3 separate regions of the Sus scrofa genome follow, and regions 1 and 3 are each linked to region 2. The links are chromatin contacts, called in public Hi-C maps. All regions are on one chromosome and are shown on one strand. Each heading gives the region's core, a stretch centred on a gene start, on an enhancer-like site or on the middle of the called end of the contact. The rest is flanking DNA. Distances are from core to core; before and after follow the strand shown. Region 1 has its middle 88 kb from the start of IRF2BP2. Region 2 has its middle 46 kb from the start of TOMM20. Region 3 overlaps LOC102158473 (a long non-coding RNA gene).

Region 1 (2,864 bases), core at 132-2,631, 300 kb after region 2:
GAGAGGGCAGAACTCTCTTCAATGGACACACCTAGTGTGGGGATTCAAGGATCCTCGTGCAGTAGACGAATGGCACATTTAAGCCTCAACCCCGTGGGTCATGGGCTGACGAGACAAAGAAGCGGGGTGGCCCCGCCCTCCCCCTGACACCCATGTGTTGCCACCCCTCCCAGTCCGGTCCTGGTTTAGATTATGACAAGGGATGGGAGTTCCCTCCAAAGGGCCATTTGCAGCCTATTTAGATGTCACTCGGGAAAATTCTTCCCGGAGGTCCCAACTACATCTCCTTTTGTTCCACTGTATCTGTCCGTGCCTTCCTTCCCGCTCTGCCCTCCATGCACTGTCAGCATGTGGACATCATTGCTGAACAAAAGAAGCTCCAGGTATGGCAGGACTGTTGAGACTCACCTTTGGGGAGAAGTCAGTGTGACTCATGGCACAGCTGCCTCCAGCCCTGAGGATGCTGCTCTGTGGACACCCTGCATCCTGGGCTGCATCCCCACCACCTCCCTCTGAGCCTCCCAGGGTCAGCTGTCTGGATTCATCTCAACCACTCAGGGGAGCCTGGGCTGACGGCCCCTTCCCTGAGCTCCTCACTATCCGTTCTGGTATGTTTCCCTGTGTTAAGCTTACTTGTCATCTTTCTCTCCCAGATCCCACCAAACAATCCCTGCATTGTTCACCTTCTCATTTGGGACTCTCGGGCCCCCAGAAGTACTAACTCCGGGGTTCCCAGGATAACCCTCCCCAGGTTCTTTCCTCCACTGCCACTGACATAATTTCTCTGGTCTCTCTGGTGTTTGCAGCTCTTTCCCATTTGGTTTCATCAGTGTCTCAATGACCTGTTATTTACCCTTTCTTCTGGGTCATTAGTAAACATAATCAAAAAAATGCTCCTCCGCCATCCGGCTGTCCCTGTGCTAAGCAGGGCCCTAGGGAAGGCCACCCATGTCCCCTGGACCCACCCAACAGCCCTCATCCTAAAACAGCGCCTCGGAAATGGCAGTCGGGCGGCGGGGTGGGCTTTCCTTCCCAGGCTGAGATTTCATATCCCCATGATCCATTTAGTGTCTGGACACCTGGTTGCTATGGAGATGGTTGTCATAAAAGCACACTGATCTGTGGAGAGATATAAAACCGAGCCTGCGGTACACGATCATCGGGCGCATCAGTTCAGAGAAATGGCGGGCTGCTTATCACTCCTCTTTGTTGACACAGGGCCTCTTCCTTTCAAACGCATCCTGGGTGACCTTCTCAGAACGAGGCCAACGCCAATCCATTTCGGTTAATATTTCGTAAGGGACAATCAAGGGCTTCACCAAATGCCAGATGCCCCGGTCTTCCTGTCCCAAGCTGAGTCAGCCCAGAGGAAGAGGACGTTCTTCTCTGGCACAGCTTGTTCTTTGCTGACTGTCATCGATCCACCAGCACAAGAGAGCAGGCAGAGTGAAAACACTGTCCCCAAGGACGCTTCAGATCAGGTGGCTGGGATGAGTAACAGGTGTGAGCAGGGGAGACCTTGCATGCACTGCCCAGTCTGGAGACGCAGAAACTGGAGGGACCCCCAGAGACCGATCCAGGAGGTAACCCTGTGTCTGTCACCTGCCAGCTTTGGACAGAGTGATTCAGCAAGACACACACACAAGGTGTGTAGGGCCGTCCGCTAACCACCATCACCTCCTTCATTTGACTTCTCAAAGCACACTTTTGTTGTTCACTAGCTTAAGGTTAATTTCTCCCTTGGTCTGGTCTATGTGCAGAAACCACTAAGGCATTTCCCTCCTCTTGCTTGGCTGTGCAGCTCTGGCAGGTGCAATTCACAAAGCATAGCTAGAGTCCACCTGAGATTTGCTTGGAATGGGGACTGAAAGAATGAGCTGGTGTCCTGATTTTTAGCTCTGCCACCTGGGAGCAGGAAAGGGGCTGGAAAAACCAGCTCTGGCGGTGGCCGAGTCGTGGATGCAGACCAAGGTCCGCTTCCAGGCTGGCTCCCTGCGCTGGTGGCTTCCAGTAGTGAACCCATCTGTATTCGCACCTGAGACCCAGCTTACCTCTGTGCGCTTTCTTCTTTTGGAAGATGTCTGAATTCTGGAAAATGGGTCATAACTCAGTCGTTGACTCAGTCTTGGATCTTTCAACCATTCCCTTGATTACCCAATGCCTCAGTTTCCTTTTTTTTGGGGGGGAGGGCAGGTTCTATTTAATACTAAACAGCATTTTTAAACTCCTTTTGCTTTAGTTAAGCCTCTCATATTGTTACTGAGAGAGGAGGTAAGGATAAGACCCAGACTAATATGTGTGACTCTGAGAACAGCAAATGCATTTATCATGCATCACAGCAACGTGAGATGCAATGTCGTGTTAAGACACCTGTGTTTAGTACCCCCTTTGCACAGGATGGCATTAAAAATAATTGCCTCTAGAAAACAATCTCACAGTTACTAAAGGGGAAAGGATGGGGGAAGGGTTACATTAGGAGTTTAGGATTAACAGATACACACCACTATATATAAAATAGATAACCAACAAAGATTTACAATATAGCATAGGGCATTATATCTTGTAATAACCTATAATGGAAAATCATCTGAAAAAGATATATATAGAAAGATATATCTATATAAATATAAAAGATATGTGTAAAAAAATATATATATATATAGGAATCACTTTGCTGCACTCCAGAAACTAACATAACATTGTAAATCAACTACACTTCAACTAAAAAAATAATAGTAATTGCCTCATAGTGTCGCAAATTCTTGAGCCTGTTCCACTAAATACCCTGGGATGCATGTGTTATTTCAGCCTCTCATTTGCATATCTTCAATTTCTCTAAATACTCCTTTAACCCCTCCTTATCA
Region 2 (2,846 bases), core at 96-2,595:
CTGGTGAAGTCAGTCCCTGTCCTCATGGAGTTTCCATCCAAGTGGGGCAGATGGACAGACGGACTTGGGCCTTTTGCACAGGATGCCGACTACAGCCCTGAAGAGACACCCAGGGGAAGATGCTTAGTCTGGGGCAGAGGGTGGGAGGCCCTTGGACTTGCTGTTACCCTTCCAGAACCTTCCCCGTGGGACGGGCACAGCGCCTCTGCTGCGTGGGGTTGCCAGGAGACGCAGGTGGAATAATCCTTGTGAAAAGCACTTGGATAAGTATTGGCTGTTCCCATAACTCTCTCCTGGGTCCCTAATTATCAGTCACCAGATCAATTTTCTGCCTTCTTCTTTGGATGAACTGATTTAATCGTTCAACTTTGCAAACCACCGGCCTGCAAGACAATTCTGGGGACCTGCTCTCAGCTCTTTCAACACCGCCTCGTTGCTGAATCCGGTTTCCCCACCGATGGCCTATAAAGAGCCTGGGTGGGGGCCAAGCTCCCTCTGCTCTGCGCCCCACGTGTCCTGTGGCCCTGAGCACGCTCCCTCCCGCCCAGCCCCAGCCTCTCAATGCTCTGTCTACGGAGAAATAGTTAAGACTCAGGAAATGAACTCACATTTTTTCCCCTTCCCCTCCTTTTCCAAAACACTGCAGCCTTCCTGGAAGAAAGCAAACAAAACAAGTGTGACTATTTGAAAAATTATTGGAAAACCCATTCTGAACATTGTGGCTTTGAACAGCTCTCTTGGGCGGATGTGTCGCCTTGAGTTTCCTTCTCTCCCCAGCTCATGGTGTGAATGTGGGGAGGGCGGGGTGGGGGGGGCAGTCCGTCTCCTTGAAAGAGGAGCTGGCGACGCCCTGTGAACTGTCCCCCTAAACACCCGTGTGCACCTCACATGTGCGGACGCCAAGCTGAGGGCACACGCGTGTGAGACCCATGTCCACCATGGTCTGCCCGCTCCCAAAGTGTGCACGGCTTCTGCCGGGCACAGAGATCACTGTTTTGGGTTTCTAGGTGTTGCTGGTGGTGGTATAAATAACATCGTGGGCTGTATGGAGATTGAAGGCGGAGCCCGTGCATTCCGGCCATCTGGGCAGGATGCTTTTCCTTGGATGAGAGAAAAACCTGTGCTGTGTTTCAGCTGGAACGCTGCCTCCCAATTAAGGTGACAGCAGATGCTGAAAGGCTCTGTCTTTGCAGGAAGAAGAGGCTTCGTTCTCCAGGCTGGCTGGGGAGAGGTGGCGGGGTAGGGGGTGGGGTGGGGGGAGAAAGCCTTTCAGCTGCTCAGGTGTGGACAGGAAGGCGCTCGGGTCCAGAGAGCCACCTGGAGGTGGTCACCGGTGTGGCGGGCTCAGCTCAGGTCTTCCATCTCGGGCAGTGACAGCCGTGCGGTACAGACACCCTCGGGAGACGTCCTCTGCTTTCATAACAGCAAAGGATTTTTTTTCTGACTCATCTTCAGAAGATTCCCCTCCCCCCCCACCGCCGTTTGAAAATAAATATAATTAGTAACAGGCAGACATACTGTATATAGCCAGCCCTTCCTATCCGGGAGAGTTATAATTAAATGTACATGCTGTCTGCTGTTCACTGTCTGCTAAATGCCACCCGCTTTAGGGAAGCAGCCCTGGGCGGATGCAGGGAGTGAGACCTCATGGGGCCAAGTCCAGCGTCCAGTCGGAGGTGAAGGCGAGACTGCTGGCTGGTGGCAGGTGCAGTGTCCCCTTTGCACTGCCCGCCCCGCAGCCTTTCCTCATCATCGACCTCAAGCTGCTCTGGGAAATGCCTGGCCAGTGCTGGGGGCTGGACCCCTCCCCGGGGCAGAGACATGGTTGCCAAGTACGGTTGTCATGGCAACGAGGTGGCTGCTGCTCCTGCTGCCGATGAAGGCCACCTGAGCACCTGCAGGTGGAGATCTGTCCTCCCTAGGCCAGGGGCCAAGACTGCGTTCCTTTGTTCTCAGCTCCCCGCCGGCGAGGCTGGCACCAAGGCCTAGGCCCCGCCCCGCGTGGTATGAGCTCAGGCAGGTTGTCCCCAGGTAACCCTTAGCTGGCCCTCCTGACTAAAGGGCAGGCCGGGCGTGCGTGGTGGCCACCATCCAGGCCCAAGTAGAGCTCATCTTCTGCTGAAATCAGTGGGTCTGGCGGCCCCAGGAATGCACACACACACCTCGTGGCCATATTCTGGGACCACAGTGCAGCCAGCAGGCTTGGTGACACAGGCCTGGTGACACCGGAGAGGCTCCCACCTCCCGCCTCCCAGCCCTCGGGCAGGCAAGGCGGGGACCGGATGGCAAGTTGGCGGGGCCCTCGCTGGCCTGGATCAAGTACAGCAGGCGTCATCTGAGCCACAGGCACCTTTACCCACGTTTCTCAAAGTGTTTTCCAAGCAAACAGTTGTTTCATAACACCCGTGAGAAGTAGGTGGGGTGACAAAGCATTCTTTGTCCCTGTCTTAGAGATGGGGAAATGGTGAAGCCTGCCGGGCCAGGTGGTGAGGCCAAGAAAGGCATAAGGCTGCCCTCCCACTGGGGGATAGGAGCACAGGGGTCTGGGTCTTCCCGGGGCCTCCGCCAGGCTCTTGGGCTGGAGCCATGGGCTCAGCCCTCACCGACTCCTGGGGGAGGGAGCAGTCCCCAGAGAAGGAGGCTCAGCGATTCTCCTCTGCAGCCACACCAGGAACTTGGTCATTACTCTGTGGTCTGAGGTGTTGACACTGGCCGTTGGTGACCCCAGAAAGTGTCAGTGCACTGTACTGAACTTAGTCTGCTGGAAGTTTCTGGACTCGGGGACGTGGTCAATAAATATATTTTGAACAGCCTGTGCTGGCCCAGGAATGACTCCAGGAGCCAGG
Region 3 (2,740 bases), core at 201-2,700, 340 kb after region 2:
TACGCTCCTGGTGTCTCTCTCTTCCTCTTCTTATCTTATGAGATCCCTACCCTTAAGACCTCATTTAGCCTTAATCACCTCCTTAAAGGCCCCATCTCCAAGCACAGTCACAGTCTGAGGTGCTGGGGATTAGGACTTCAAGGTGAATGATGGGGTGTGCACGATTCAGCCCATAAGAGCCAGGGTTGTCCACCCAGACGGGGATATGAGAGTGGGGCAGGAAGGATCTGTTAGTGTATTCACACACTGAGCCTCGGCCACAGCCCAAGCTCAGGGCCAAGGGCACTCAGGAGTCTGAATCCCAGCGCCTGGCTCCTGCTACTGCAAACAAGCATTCCTCTGAAGCCTGGTTGCTTACTTGGAGGTATTGGTAAATATACCAATTTGGGGAAAGGGAAGTGAGCCTTTCCTCTGCCCCAGCACCCTGTTGCAGAAAAAGCATGTGATGGAAAAACCCATCTGGGCTGGGGACAGCGTGAGGGCAAGCGAGCTCTGGGACTGCGAGCTGATTTATGTTGTGCTTGGTGCCTGGAGTGACTCCTGGGCGATCTGGAGCTTGACATTGTTAAGGACAGGTTTTCGTGATGACTTCAAAAAATAGAGTGACTGTAAATAAGAGGGTATTTGCCTGTTTTTAATTTTATGCAGCTCGTTATATCATGGTCAAATGAAAACCTTGGTATTTGGGGCAGGAAGCGTGTGGCCAGCGGCAGGATGGTGCGGGGTGGTGGAGCTGGTGGTGGGGGTGGACTTCAGGCAGGGCTGTGACACCACATGAAAGTCCTTCCAGGGTCTCACAGGAGGGAGGCACACAGAGGGATCTTTAGGAATCAACACAGGTGACTTCTTCTTCCCAACAAAGTTCCCTGTTCTATATACACCTTCATCTGCCGGTCAATGAAGAGATAGGAACAGCGGTGCGGGGGCTGGGAGCGTGACTGACACATGGAGACAGACGCAGAGGGCTGGGCAGCCTTCTGGGTACAGGAGACACACTGCCCTGGGCTCTGCGGCCCTGGGTCATGATGTGAGATGGACCCAAGGCCTTGACATCCCTGAGGCCAGACTGTCCTACTCAGGCAAAGCTCTAAGCAGATCTCTGGATGGGTCAGGAAAAGGCAAGGAGCTTTCCCAAGTTGCTCCACACCTGGCCGGAAAAAGCAGTCACCCACAACTTGAACGGCAAAAAATTTAGAGTCTTAGTACATAATCTGTGTTCCAGTTGAAAGAGCTTTGCACATCACATGTTTTCCTGTAATAACATCCCACTGGAAGCCTAGCCTCTATTTGAAAAACTACAAAGTGAAAAATGTGTAACAGAGAAATCGTTAGAATGGTCTTCTGGCGCAAAGGATGGGTTTGGATCAGGTGACCTGGGTTTAAGTCCAGGCTCTGACACACACTGGTGGTGTGACCTTGGACAGGTGAGGTAACCTGTCTGTGAGTGATGACAGCAGGTACCTCCTGGCAGTGTGGTGAGAAACATACAAGGGCTGGGGTCAGTGAAAGGCACACAGGACAAAGAGAGCTTGTGATCATGATGACTGAACAAAGGTTCTTTTGGAAATTTCACTGGGTTAGGGGAGAGAGAGAGAGCGAGGCTGTGTACACCTACCTGTGAATGGGACCGAGCAAAGCAAAGGCAAACCAGTTCTTATGAAACACTGCTGTAAACACTATATAATATTAAAACATCTCTTTCTAAGTGTGGGCCCATGGCATAGCTGACAGACAACATGTCTGTCTTGAAACAGAATATGTCACTAACAAGGACCTACTGTGGAACACAGGGAACTAGACTCAATATCTTATAATAACCTATCATGGAAAAGAATCTAAAAAGAATAGATATATGTGTAGAAATGAATCACTCTGCCACATACCTGAAACTAACACCACACTGCAAATCAACTACACTGCAATAAAACTTTTTAAAAATAGAATATGTCATATTCCCCCCTCTCTGAGACTCTATGGTCTTGAAAAATCCAGGAAATGGCTTTCCATGCCTTGGCTATCTCACCTTCCTCTCCTTTCAATCCTGACAGCTGTCCCTGGTTTGGAGTTATCAGCCATCAGCCCCAGCCCTTGCCACTGAGACTTGCCACCAGCGACCAGAAATCTTCCCTCTGGCCAGTAGGAACCTCAGAACTTCTCAGAGTTTGGCTTTGAGAAATCCTCTGCTGTAGGTCTTACAAAGATACTGGCAGATTTGAAAGAGATGTCCCTTCCTGCCTTGGGAAAAGGAGGCTTGAAATGAAGGTAAGCTGGAAGAAGCTAGAAAGTATTAGGAAAAGAAAGGAAGGAAGGAAAACAGGAGAGGAAGGAGAAAGAGGAAAAAGAGAAGCTATCTACGTTTTCAAAGTTTGCTATTAAGGAGGAAAAAAAGCAAGGAAGTGGGCCTTTTCATGAAATATATGTAAAAACATGAACATTTGTAAGAACCAGGATAAATTTAATAGAAAGAAAAAGAGACACAGCAGATGCTCACTGCAGCACTGACAGCAAACAAGGTGTGGTTACAGCAAGGCAGGAAAAACGACTTGACAACTACTTCCAAAGTGTTAGCTGCAGGGATCTTTGGGAGGCTTGGGGAATTGCATTCTCTTTTTATGTAAACGCAAAGAATCAATAGACTGATTTCAAAGAGAGAGGCCTCTGGCTGCACCGACTGCCTTTCCACCAGGAAGAGCCAGGGCGCGCCACCCCAAGAGCTGGGGGCCCATCTCCTCTTCTAGTT

What was found. A called contact is a pair of places that touch in the nucleus more often than the background predicts.
Region 1: a contact with region 2 is called in a Hi-C map of liver, with 8 times the contacts expected there. The contact joins two enhancer-like sites. A contact is called at or near these places in 1 of 5 promoter capture datasets (liver), 22 of 47 Hi-C or Micro-C datasets (alveolar macrophages, brain, embryonic fibroblasts and 12 more) and 2 of 2 datasets of contacts at active chromatin or transcription factors (alveolar macrophages and skeletal muscle).
Region 3: a Hi-C map of liver shows a contact between it and region 2, with 2.5 times the contacts expected there. The contact joins two enhancer-like sites. A contact is called at or near these places in 1 of 47 Hi-C or Micro-C datasets (liver) and 2 of 2 datasets of contacts at active chromatin or transcription factors (alveolar macrophages and skeletal muscle).

The regions. Positions count from the first base shown.
Region 1 is chr14:56,455,975-56,458,838 of Sscrofa11.1, forward strand. No RefSeq gene overlaps it. Among named protein-coding and RNA genes, the nearest start is that of IRF2BP2, 88 kb to the right of the region's middle. Within about 2 kb of position 1,382, at least 23 of the 83 cell types and tissues checked have an H3K27ac peak or open chromatin away from gene starts, as enhancers often do. A contact at or near this core is called in fetal liver, liver, mesenteric adipose tissue and 2 more, where this site is marked.
Region 2 is chr14:56,157,741-56,160,586 of Sscrofa11.1, forward strand. No RefSeq gene overlaps it. Among named protein-coding and RNA genes, the nearest start is that of TOMM20, 46 kb to the left of the region's middle. Within about 2 kb of position 1,346, at least 40 of the 83 cell types and tissues checked have an H3K27ac peak or open chromatin away from gene starts, as enhancers often do. A contact at or near this core is called in alveolar macrophages, fetal liver, liver and 3 more, where this site is marked.
Region 3 is chr14:56,494,716-56,497,455 of Sscrofa11.1, forward strand. The region is part of intron 4 of LOC102158473 (a long non-coding RNA gene); the gene reads right to left. Among named protein-coding and RNA genes, the nearest start is that of IRF2BP2, 50 kb to the right of the region's middle. Within about 2 kb of position 1,451, at least 10 of the 83 cell types and tissues checked have an H3K27ac peak or open chromatin away from gene starts, as enhancers often do. A contact at or near this core is called in alveolar macrophages and liver, where this site is marked.